3 separate regions of the Hordeum vulgare genome follow, and regions 2 and 3 are each linked to region 1. Evidence: chromatin contacts called from public Hi-C data. All regions are on one chromosome and are shown on one strand. The core of a region is the stretch at or near the end of the contact, and the rest is flanking DNA. Distances in the headings are between cores, read along the strand shown. Region 1 holds the start of LOC123410731. Region 2 holds the start of LOC123409730 (solute carrier family 40 member 1-like). Region 3 holds the start of LOC123410067 (nuclear poly(A) polymerase 4-like).

Region 1 (3,136 bases), core at 33-2,532:
CAGTATGAAGTACATATCGTATTTGTGGTGCTCGTTATTTACTCGTGGATTAGTCTAATAAAAAAAGTGTTAATATTTCCAGCAGACACGGCCAACCTTAAAATACATACATAAAGTATCACGCTCACATGAAGAGAAGTCATACACGACTGAAGCTATGCCTGTGAATGAAAAAAGAGACAACTTCCGAAAAATGTGAGCTTTTTGTGCTCAGATAAGACTTATCATTTTTGGGCAAATGAAAAAATGCAAGAAAAACTTTCAATCTATTCATCAACTGTCAAGATAGTACAAAAAATACGAGAAGTAAAAATATATCCAGGTCCATAGACCACCTAGCGACGACTACAAACACTGAAACGAACCGAACACAACCGCCGTCATCGGAGTCGGGCAAACCTTGTTATAGTAGACAGTCAAAAAGTTATCGTGTCAAGGTCCCATAAGACGAGCGCACCAGAACAACAATCGTCGCTGATGGAGAGAAGAATAGATCAGAAGCATTCAACATGTAGGCACACGAACAAAAACGAACGAAGACCGGATCCACATGGATCCACAGAAGACAAACGCCGGCCGAATCCCATAAAGTCCGTCGGAGACAAACCTTCACACACACACCAACGATACTAGGAGCACCCTCGAAACAGGGCTAGACAGAAAGGACCTTATTCCATCTACAAAGAGTCGCCTTCGCCTCCGTCTCGCATCTTTGAATAAAACACAAATTCTAATAAAACTTAATAATACAACAGAAAACTGAACTCTTCCGTCAACAAGGGCCGGGATCCAACCATAACTCCATGGTCCTAAGTTCATTTCTTGGCAGTTGATCGTGCCAAGATAAGACTTTCCATCTTTTGTCAGCTAATCGTGGCGAGACAAGACATTCCGAACGTGTGCACTGCTGATCACATCCACAATCGAGACGCACACGCATGCACAAGCCTTAATTATCCCCACACGCACCCATGCCAGACCTTTAAATGCAATGTTTATCCCTACCGCAATTAGCAATAAACCACTCCCATTTAACCACTTCAGTTCGTACTCGTGCGTCATGCATGAGCGCTCCATTGATCCGACGGCCTACAGGAGCGCTGGCCACGAGCATCCATCGATCCGTCCGTCCGTCCGTCCGTCCGTCGAGCAGCGATACGTGCCGAGACTTATTTTGGATGACGACGATCGCCTTCCTTTTCCGCCTTCCTCACCTATCCGGTCGAGTCGACCACGGGGGTTCAGGATTCCGCTGGCGTTCCGCCCACGGAAACCTTTAGTGCCATGCATATCCCACAATTCTCTCTCCGTCCGTTCTCCTTTCCATTTCCACCGCCGTTATCCATCCAGCCCATCGCCTCCTGGCTCCCCGCGATCTTCTTGCGTAATATAAACAGGACCAAGATGGGCGCCTCTTCCACCCGTGGCGATATCACACTCCGCATTTCGTTGCCTGCTTGGTTCATGTGTCATTAGGCCCAGGTTTCATGGGGGAGCACCGTGTAGGCGAACGACGTCGAGGAGGTGAAGGCGTGATCGTCGGCGCCGGCGGCAGCGGGGACGACTCGGCGTCCGAGTCGATGGCTGCCAGCTTTGATTCCGGCGCGTCCAGCGGATCGCTGTGCTCGTCGATCATGTCCAGCCTGACAGACGACGACGACGACGCCGAGTCTTCCCCGGTGGCGGGTGATCCTACGTCGTCTTCATCGTCATCGCCGTCGGATGCGATGCAGCTGGAAGGGGACGGCGGCGGGCCACTCTACGAGCTGTCGCCGCTGCTGGCGCACCTTCCCGTCAGGTGCGTGGATCGACGTCCAAACCCCACTACATTTGTTCCCAACGAAATTAAAACTAACAAATGAAGAATTCACTTATCACAGGACAGGGCTGTCTAAGTACTACAAAGGGAAGTCCCAGTCCTTCACATCTCTGTCCGACGTCAAATGCTTGCAAGATCTCGCAAAGAAGACCACCGCCCGCGTCTGCAGGAAGGCGAGCCGCTCATCGATTTCGCTTCATGCTCCAGGACCTTTCAGCAAGACGATAGCGAAGAAGTTGGCGCCCATGGGTTCTTCGGGCCGGGGGCCGTCAAGAGCATGGAGCAGGGGCCTTTCTCTCAGAAGCGGTAAACCACCTGCTTACCAGAGCAAGAAAGAGTTGTGCAGTAGACATGATATGCTAGCTAAAGGTGATGCAAGGTTTTGTAACATGGGATGAGATAAGATCTACCAGAGATGCAGTCACCGGAGACAAAAAGAATACTTCCGCATTAAGTGTCTTTGTTTGCTAGTAGAGCTTTCTGCAATTGAAGCTCTTGGAAGCAAATTTTGCTTCCATTTTCACCTGTGTCCAATCTTTTATTACTCTATGCTCAGTCTGATGATGCTAAGAACAGCCTGCCAAGATTGAATAACAATACAGGTATAATAAACAGAGGTTCGTATAATCCAGCACAGTGCAATATCAGACATTTGGTTACTTAGCAGTTAGCAATGAGTTTGGCACTTTCAGTTAGCAATAATAATCAGCAGAGCTAAATGTAGTCCAAGCACAATATCATGTTTATTGAACTGAAATCTCATATCTTTGAACCCAGGTAGATCTCAGTAAACTTGTGGTGCAATTTCAAATTTTTGTATCACCAATGCCCTCATATACACAGGAAACATGCACTTTCGAGCAATAAGTATATGTACATTATCATAAACAACACTGGTAAATTCACCGGTACCCAACCCAGCTACTGATGCGATTGAAGATGACTCCACACTTGTGATTTGAGAATTCTTTACAAATTAAGATCACCAAATCAAACAACTTTGAGAGTGGGGCCATCAAAATGGTTGTAATGTTTGTAGTGCATGAGAAGAATAGCTATTTTCTCCAGTTTCGCCAATAAAATCAACTGATGAAGTACATTGGATTCGGAAGCTTAAAGGATCTCGTTGCCATTGGCAATCCTATCAAATCACTCCACTGATCCCCAGAGTTTCCAAGTATCTTGAATCCTTGCGCTTCCATCGCAGCTCGCCTCTCTGATTTGTACTGCACAGCAGTCTTGCCAATATCAGAGATTTGCCTGCAGCATGAGTATACTTCCCATTAATACAAACTGGCTATGGTACATAGAATTGGC
Region 2 (3,341 bases), core at 674-3,173, 160 kb after region 1:
TAAATCAGGAAATGCAGAGTTATTCAACGGTAAGGCTGATGAATATGTTTACAGTTTGATGGTACTTACTATGGTTTATTTGGTTTTATGCCACATTTGGCTAAGAAAGTTACACTATTGTTTAGTTCGGTTCATTGTTATGCAGTATGAGTTGCCAGCTATTATTAACACAGGTCAGTTTCATTTTTGCCTTTGGAAAACGCTTACTTCAGTTTTCCCTTTATCTTTTCAGAATCTTCCATCAGTGCATAGGCAGGAATAACTGTTCTCTTCCATATTCTAGATTACGTCGGTCATAATTGGCAAAAACAATCAAGATATATAAGCATTCTTAGGATTCCAAAGATTTTGCGCAAATAACCAGACTTCAATCTTTTTAGAAAAAAAACACACTATATGATTCTTCGTGCATTATTGCGGAAACGCCAAGTGGTATGCAGCAATGAAATTTTGCTATTGCACCCCAACAAAAAAACATGTTATGTTAGCAGCTTAATAGTTCAAGAAATTTTGGCAGTAAATTAAAATCAATTCCCTAATGCAGAAATATCTCAAGCCAAATTAACATATGGCGTTCTCTCTTTTATTTTGTTAGACCTATCTCCAAAAAGTATTGAAGAAATTCATTGTTTCCGATGAAAAAATAATTCAGTATTTGGGAATAGAGGACATGTTAGCCAATACTTCACTGAGAGTGGATTTTCAGCACCCAGGTGTTGTTACACCTTTCTCATACTTCTATGCATGCCTTGCCCTCTCTGATTCATATTTTCACTCTTTAGTACAAATTCCAACGATCAATGTGTAGCGTTAACACCTAAAATTCTGCATACCTCATGCCAAGGGCTAATGACATGAGTTTATCTAATAAAGATGATGTGGATAGTTGCAGGCTGTTTGTTAAGAGAACTAGAGATAGTGGAGTCAAAAAAATAGGATTTGGACGTTGAGGTGGGGCATACAGATGTCATATGTCTTCTACACCCATGATAATATTTTGGAGTTTTCCTATTGGGGGTTGTCCCTGGAGAGAATGATACACATCGAATCTTTCTGTATAATCACCAGTAGGTTTTAGTACTCCCTCCTTTCGGTTTTACAAGACTTTCGAACAGCTTGCTTTGTACTGATTTAGGCAGTGTTTAAATGTCTAAAACGTCTTATAAAAGTGAACAGAGGGAGTAGATGATTTTGCCATGGAAATTCCATGACGTCACACGGTAATTTCCCCAAAAGTTCATAATTACCACGTCTTCCAAGGAAGACATTCAAATACAGAATTAACAATGTCCAGTGAGCAAATTCTCATGGTCTGGAAACACTGAGCGTTGGAAAACTTGAACAGTCTGACAGGTCACAAACCTGCAGATACGTGAGCCTCTCGACGAGGGCGCCAACCATGGGGCCGAAGACGACGACGGAGGAGGACTCGACGACGCCGTAGACGGCCGCCAAGAGCAGCGAGCCCGGCCAGATGCGGATCATGTACAGCCCCACGGAGAACTCCCACATACTGGAACGAGGACGCGATCAAATAAGGGCGGTAGAATTGAACAGGTGAAGGCGCGCACGTACGTACCGTGCACCCCATCTGGCGAGGAAGTGGCCGACGTAGAGGCGGCGCAGGAGGGACGCGTCCAAGCCACCGCCGCCGCCGCCGCCGTGGTCGTCGAGGAGAGGCACGAGATGGCCGGCGCTCCCCGCCTCCTCCCCGGGCTCCATCTACGGCGGTGGCCGGCGGCTGGGTCGCGCTACGTACCGAGGTGGGTGGAGGATCTAGGGTATATAGGGGGGAGAGAGGGCCCTCGCCGTCGACAGGGGAGGCGTGGAACATGCGTGTCATGAACGGGAGGGACACCACCATGGGAAGGCGGATCGATGACGTTGACATTGCCCTGATCTATGCAACGATCCAACCGTCGCGGGTCGTCGCTGTCTTCCGCTTGGTTTTTGTCGCCGCTCCCCACGCCGGACTCGTAGTTTGCGTGCAGGTGCAGCAGGTGGGGGGGCTTCTCTCTTGGGGCTACCCACTACACTAGTTCCATGGAGCAGCTCGCCAATGGCCAATGCATACAGTATTGAAGCATCGTGAATATTGTCGGCACATTTTCTTTTATGGTACTAGCAAAAGGACCCATGCGTTGCAACGGGAAAAAAAAAATATCACACATTCTTAATTTACAAAAGGTGGTTTATAATTTGAGTATGTGTAGCTACGATCCAAACAAAGATGATTTTAACCTACAAAAATACAGTTCAAGATTCCACTGATTTTCTATTTAAATACGGCTTGTATGTAGATTTAATACGTACAAAGAAACGGACAATTGATCTTCAATTTCGTGTCTAATTCTGATTTTGCTGAGATGTTCATCCACAATCCAAATCAGTACCGGTATGAAAGAAAGACAAGTAATGCATTATTGATTAAGATTGCATCCTAGATAAAAAAAATTCAAAATGTTAAGAGGTAAAATAACATCATATTCAGATTCTACATATTTTTCTAATCAAAATTCATATATAACATGTTAAATTTAGAGTTACGGTTTAGAAGATATGAGTGTTTTTAAAATATTTAATATGTACTGCGAGTTTAACGTCAGAAACATGAGGGGGTTTTCCATAAAATAACATGAAGGACTAAGAATATATATTTCCTTTATTAGTAGGTATATATATTTATACATTCTCACTTTCAGAAATATGATGACATGTAGATAAAGAGTTTACAATGCTTGACGTGCTTTTTTTGACAAGTTGCCGCTAGCAGTAGGAGCACAACCCCTCGCCAAGATGAGCATTTTTCTGAACATCATCATCTGGACTCGTTGAGATTATGATTAGAGCATGCAGAGTTGCGGGAAAGATCGTAAAACAAAGGGGAGTGGTCCCCCAGCTGACGTGCGGGGCTAAACACGACGCGGGCAAGATGCACTGTTGTCACATTCTCTCTACTCTTCTTCCCTCCCTCTCTCCTCCTTGTCTCGTCAACGATATCGGTGACATACATAGTTGAGTAATATTTAACTTGTCAAGATCTCCCGATGGACTTCGAATATCTTTTTCCTTAAAAAAAATTATGTGTAATATTGTATCTTGATAATGTTATATGACAATAACAACAAACAAAAGCAAGTAATTGTAATGGATGCTCACTTAAAAAATATATTGTAAACGTGCTAGCACTCCAGCAGCTTGTCGTAGGTGCAGCCATTTAAAAAAGCAATCTCCCCACCGAGAGCAATCTCCCACTCAAGGATAGCAACCCTTATCCACATCGTCATTCCTCTAGCAGCGGTGCTCCTTCATCTTCTCTCTATCAACATCCGCCCATGCAT
Region 3 (3,376 bases), core at 459-2,958, 200 kb before region 1:
AGCACACAGCAGCAGTGCAAATGCTCAGAGCCCACCATCTCCAACTCATACCCCGATGCCATACCCTAACCACCAGCTCTATATCCTGGTGGTCTGGCATCACCTACCCTGTGTTGCCAACATCAACCAAATTGGTAAGATATCTGGATCACAGATTCTTTGTTCGAATTGGTGCCTACTTCCATAGTATTATGTGTTTCTTTTCTTCACACAGATGCAACAAATGTTAGTTCAGTTTGTACCAAAATAAAATCAGTTTCAAGTTATACTTGTTTCCATGGCTTGTTCAGAAACCAATATATTACAAAAATGCTATATAACCAACCCAAAATGCCAGTCTAAACCGAAACCCCGTGGCTACTCAAGCAAGCAATCATTCAACTAATTATCAAACAAAAACAAAGGTAGCCCAGCAAAACAGTGCTGCTTTAACAGGCCTGATGCGATAGAAACTTTAAGCTATAATATGCATGGTAGAAAGCAACACATACACTTACCCCTAGACGGTATGACCCAAAGGTGAAAAGCACAGCATTTGCCTCTTCAACCATTTGATCAGTATATCCTCTCTGACTAGTTAACTGTTTCACCCAAACTTTTACAATCTGCAAATTCAAACAAGGGCCTTGTTCAGCAGTCAACAATCTAGCAAGCATTGTTTCAATCAGTAAGCAATAGAACAAAATAGTCAAAGATTCACATCCAACTGTGTGTCCTTTTTATATATCATACAAAAGCAGGTAAGAAACAGCGTTGCAAGAAAGTAAACACCTTGTCAAGCTCCCCCAGCACCTCCTCCCGCCTAGCAGACTCATCGGCACTTTCATATAGGCCGGCTTCAACCAAAAACTGCAATTATGGTAACAAATAAAACAGTCTTGAGTAACAAAATCATCTTCTGGGAAACAATCAGTAACTGAATGAGTAGCTACTACTAACCTTGTTCAACTCCGCTGTCCTCTGGACATCAGCGTCCAATGGCCCAGCCAGTGATATTGGCTTATTAGAGGTCGCCATTTATCACACAACAACGGCAGCACCTCTAATCTAAGATGATGCAAGCAAGTAATCCTCACTCCCGGACAAGCCGCCTTCAGGACAAAATCTAACGGAACAGGAAACGCTAAATCGCACAGATCGGCGCCTCGGAGCACTGAAAAGGGTTGACAAAATTCGAGGCTAGCCGCCCCAAAATCGAAGCTTTTCGCACGAAACGGAACAGAGCACGACCTGCCTCGGATGAAACCAGAGCCCACGACCGCCACCTCTATATTGACCCTCAAAGGAAGCACGAGTACTAGTCGGACACGAGCAGGGGGGTCGTGCGATAGACGGGTCCAAACAAGAAGGACGCGGAAACCTTCATCACCCGGGGAAACCCCCCACCCCCTGAATCCGAGCCCCCGGCCGCAGAATCGCCCCCACGGAGCCCGACGGGATCGCGCCGCCCGGATCGGATCGAAACCCCGGCTGGATCGGCGGGCGGGAGACGAGGACGCGGCTCGAGATCGGGCACGGACACGGATCCGGCCGGCCGGCCGGAGGGGGGGGGGAGGAGGCGGTACGGCGGGCAGCCGCACCGGCTCCGGCGTGGGCGGAGGGAGGGGACGGAGGCGATGGGGGGGGGGGGGCGAATAGGTAGGGCAGGGCAGAGTGGAGAGAGAAACAGAGAGGGGGGGGGCGGTTGGGTTATCTGTCTTGTCTCGCGGACTCGGATTTAGAGCGAGATTTTTCCCGGGGGTTTATTGGATATTTACGAGCGATTAAGGGGGTGAGATGCGAGGGTTGTTTGATCGTGGAGGACTGTGGGGGTGTGGGGACTGGTGGGATCCGGCGCGGTAATCACGCGGCGGAAGCGGAAGCGGGGCGTATTCGCAGCAGGTTCCTCTGAATCTGTTGGCGCGTGGCGCTGGCATGACACGCGGGTGGAAAAGGGGGAAGCGGGATAGGGATGCAAGGCGGTGCGGTGCGTCGAGATCTTTTCCTTTTCCTTGCCGCCGGCCCCGGGTCTATGCATACGACTTTGGGAGGAGCTTTTGTGGGGAGCGGTCGAGTTGTTTTGACCCGTGAGTGAGGGTGGGTGATTATGTTCCCGCATGAATTAGCTGGGCGTGGTCTGGCAGGAAGGAGTGCACAACAAACCTTTTTCCTTTTTAATACGCTACAGATGCAAATGATCATATACACATGAATACAAGCATCCCTATAAATGATGGACTTAACTACACAGCGGCGCCGTATGCTAGTCTTCTCATGGGGCGGCTAATTCTATCTCCCTACCATGCATGCATGCATGCAATGACGTCAGCAAGATTCTCTTTATTGATTTGAAATTTAAAAAGTTTTATCTCTAAAACCATTAATCTAATTGACAATCCGTTTTCACCGTTGGCTTTGTCGCGACGAGATCTTCAAAACTAAACCCTATGTCGACATGTTTTAAGAACTTTTTTCTACGTCCATAATTGCCACATTTTTAGACTTACTTGTCGTATTATTAGTCGCTTACTTGTGCAAAAGAAAATAACTTAATTGCCATTCTTTTCTCGATGTGAATCATGTGTCGCATGTATCCATATTGCAGCACACAGCAGTGTGGGCTAGAAGGATATGCAGATGGCATCATAAAAATATGCATTGCATGCAAAGCGTCACACAGAAAATCGATAGAAAAAGTGTCTCACACAAAACATGTGTTGGTAGACCTTATTCACTAGCTAAATGCATCTCGTTAGTACTAGTGCTACTAGTAGTAGTTTAAAATTGCATAGTTGCCAATTTTACAAAAACTTAATTGTCAAGATGCTAGTTTAACTATGCCGAGTTGTCATATTTACAAACGATGACCAAAAAAGATTTTTTGGTGGTCATCGGCTTTAAATATATTGAGTTGTTATATTTTTGTGTGTAATCACTTAAAAAGTTGTTTGTGCTTGCCATTTTGATTACGTCAAGATGTCATATTTACACGTAAAAATGTTTGGTGATTAAGTTATTTTTTATCAGACAAGTAAGTACTTACTAATATGACAAGTAAGTGCAACAAATGTGGTAATTATGAGAAAAAAAAGTTGTCGAAACATGTCGACATGGGATCTAGTTTTGAAGATTTCGTCGAAACAAAGTCAACGGTGAAAACGGATCATCGATCGAATTAACGATTTAAGAGATAAAAGTTTTTGAATTTTGATCATTTAGAATGAATCTGATGACATCATTGCATGCATGCATGCATGCATGCAAGAGAACACACAAGCCGCCGCATCGGATGTCCACGGTGCGGCGCTTCTAGATAGAATTTCCCATAAATGATACATGCACACATGCACACCTTATTTCTATGAACACCTTAGATAGACTGAGTCGGCATATCATC

The links. A called contact is a pair of places that touch in the nucleus more often than the background predicts.
Region 2: a contact with region 1 is called in a Hi-C map of leaf, with 2.1 times the contacts expected there. The contact joins the promoter of LOC123409730 here to the promoter of LOC123410731 in region 1. A contact is called at or near these places in 2 of 6 Hi-C or Micro-C datasets (leaf and seedling).
Region 3: a contact with region 1 is called in a Hi-C map of seedling, with 6 times the contacts expected there. The contact joins the promoter of LOC123410067 here to the promoter of LOC123410731 in region 1. A contact is called at or near these places in 5 of 6 Hi-C or Micro-C datasets (leaf and seedling) and 1 of 1 datasets of contacts at active chromatin or transcription factors (embryo).

The regions. Positions count from the first base shown.
Region 1 is chr7H:515,002,983-515,006,118 of MorexV3_pseudomolecules_assembly, reverse strand. LOC123410731 reads left to right here and starts at 1,282. Exons shown (of 2, transcript XM_045103669.1): 1 at 1,282-1,798; 2 at 1,881-2,344. The coding sequence starts at 1,488. The coding sequence ends at 2,217. LOC123410730 (acid phosphatase 1-like) reads right to left here. Exons shown (of 3, transcript XM_045103667.1): 3 at 2,604-3,079. The coding sequence ends at 2,902.
Region 2 is chr7H:514,847,782-514,851,122 of MorexV3_pseudomolecules_assembly, reverse strand. LOC123409730 (solute carrier family 40 member 1-like) reads right to left here and starts at 1,923. Exons shown (of 7, transcript XM_045102590.1): 1 at 1,580-1,923; 2 at 1,363-1,513. The coding sequence starts at 1,722.
Region 3 is chr7H:515,204,367-515,207,742 of MorexV3_pseudomolecules_assembly, reverse strand. LOC123410067 (nuclear poly(A) polymerase 4-like) reads right to left here and starts at 1,708. Exons shown (of 12, transcript XM_045102957.1): 1 at 940-1,708; 2 at 772-849; 3 at 498-605. The coding sequence starts at 1,017.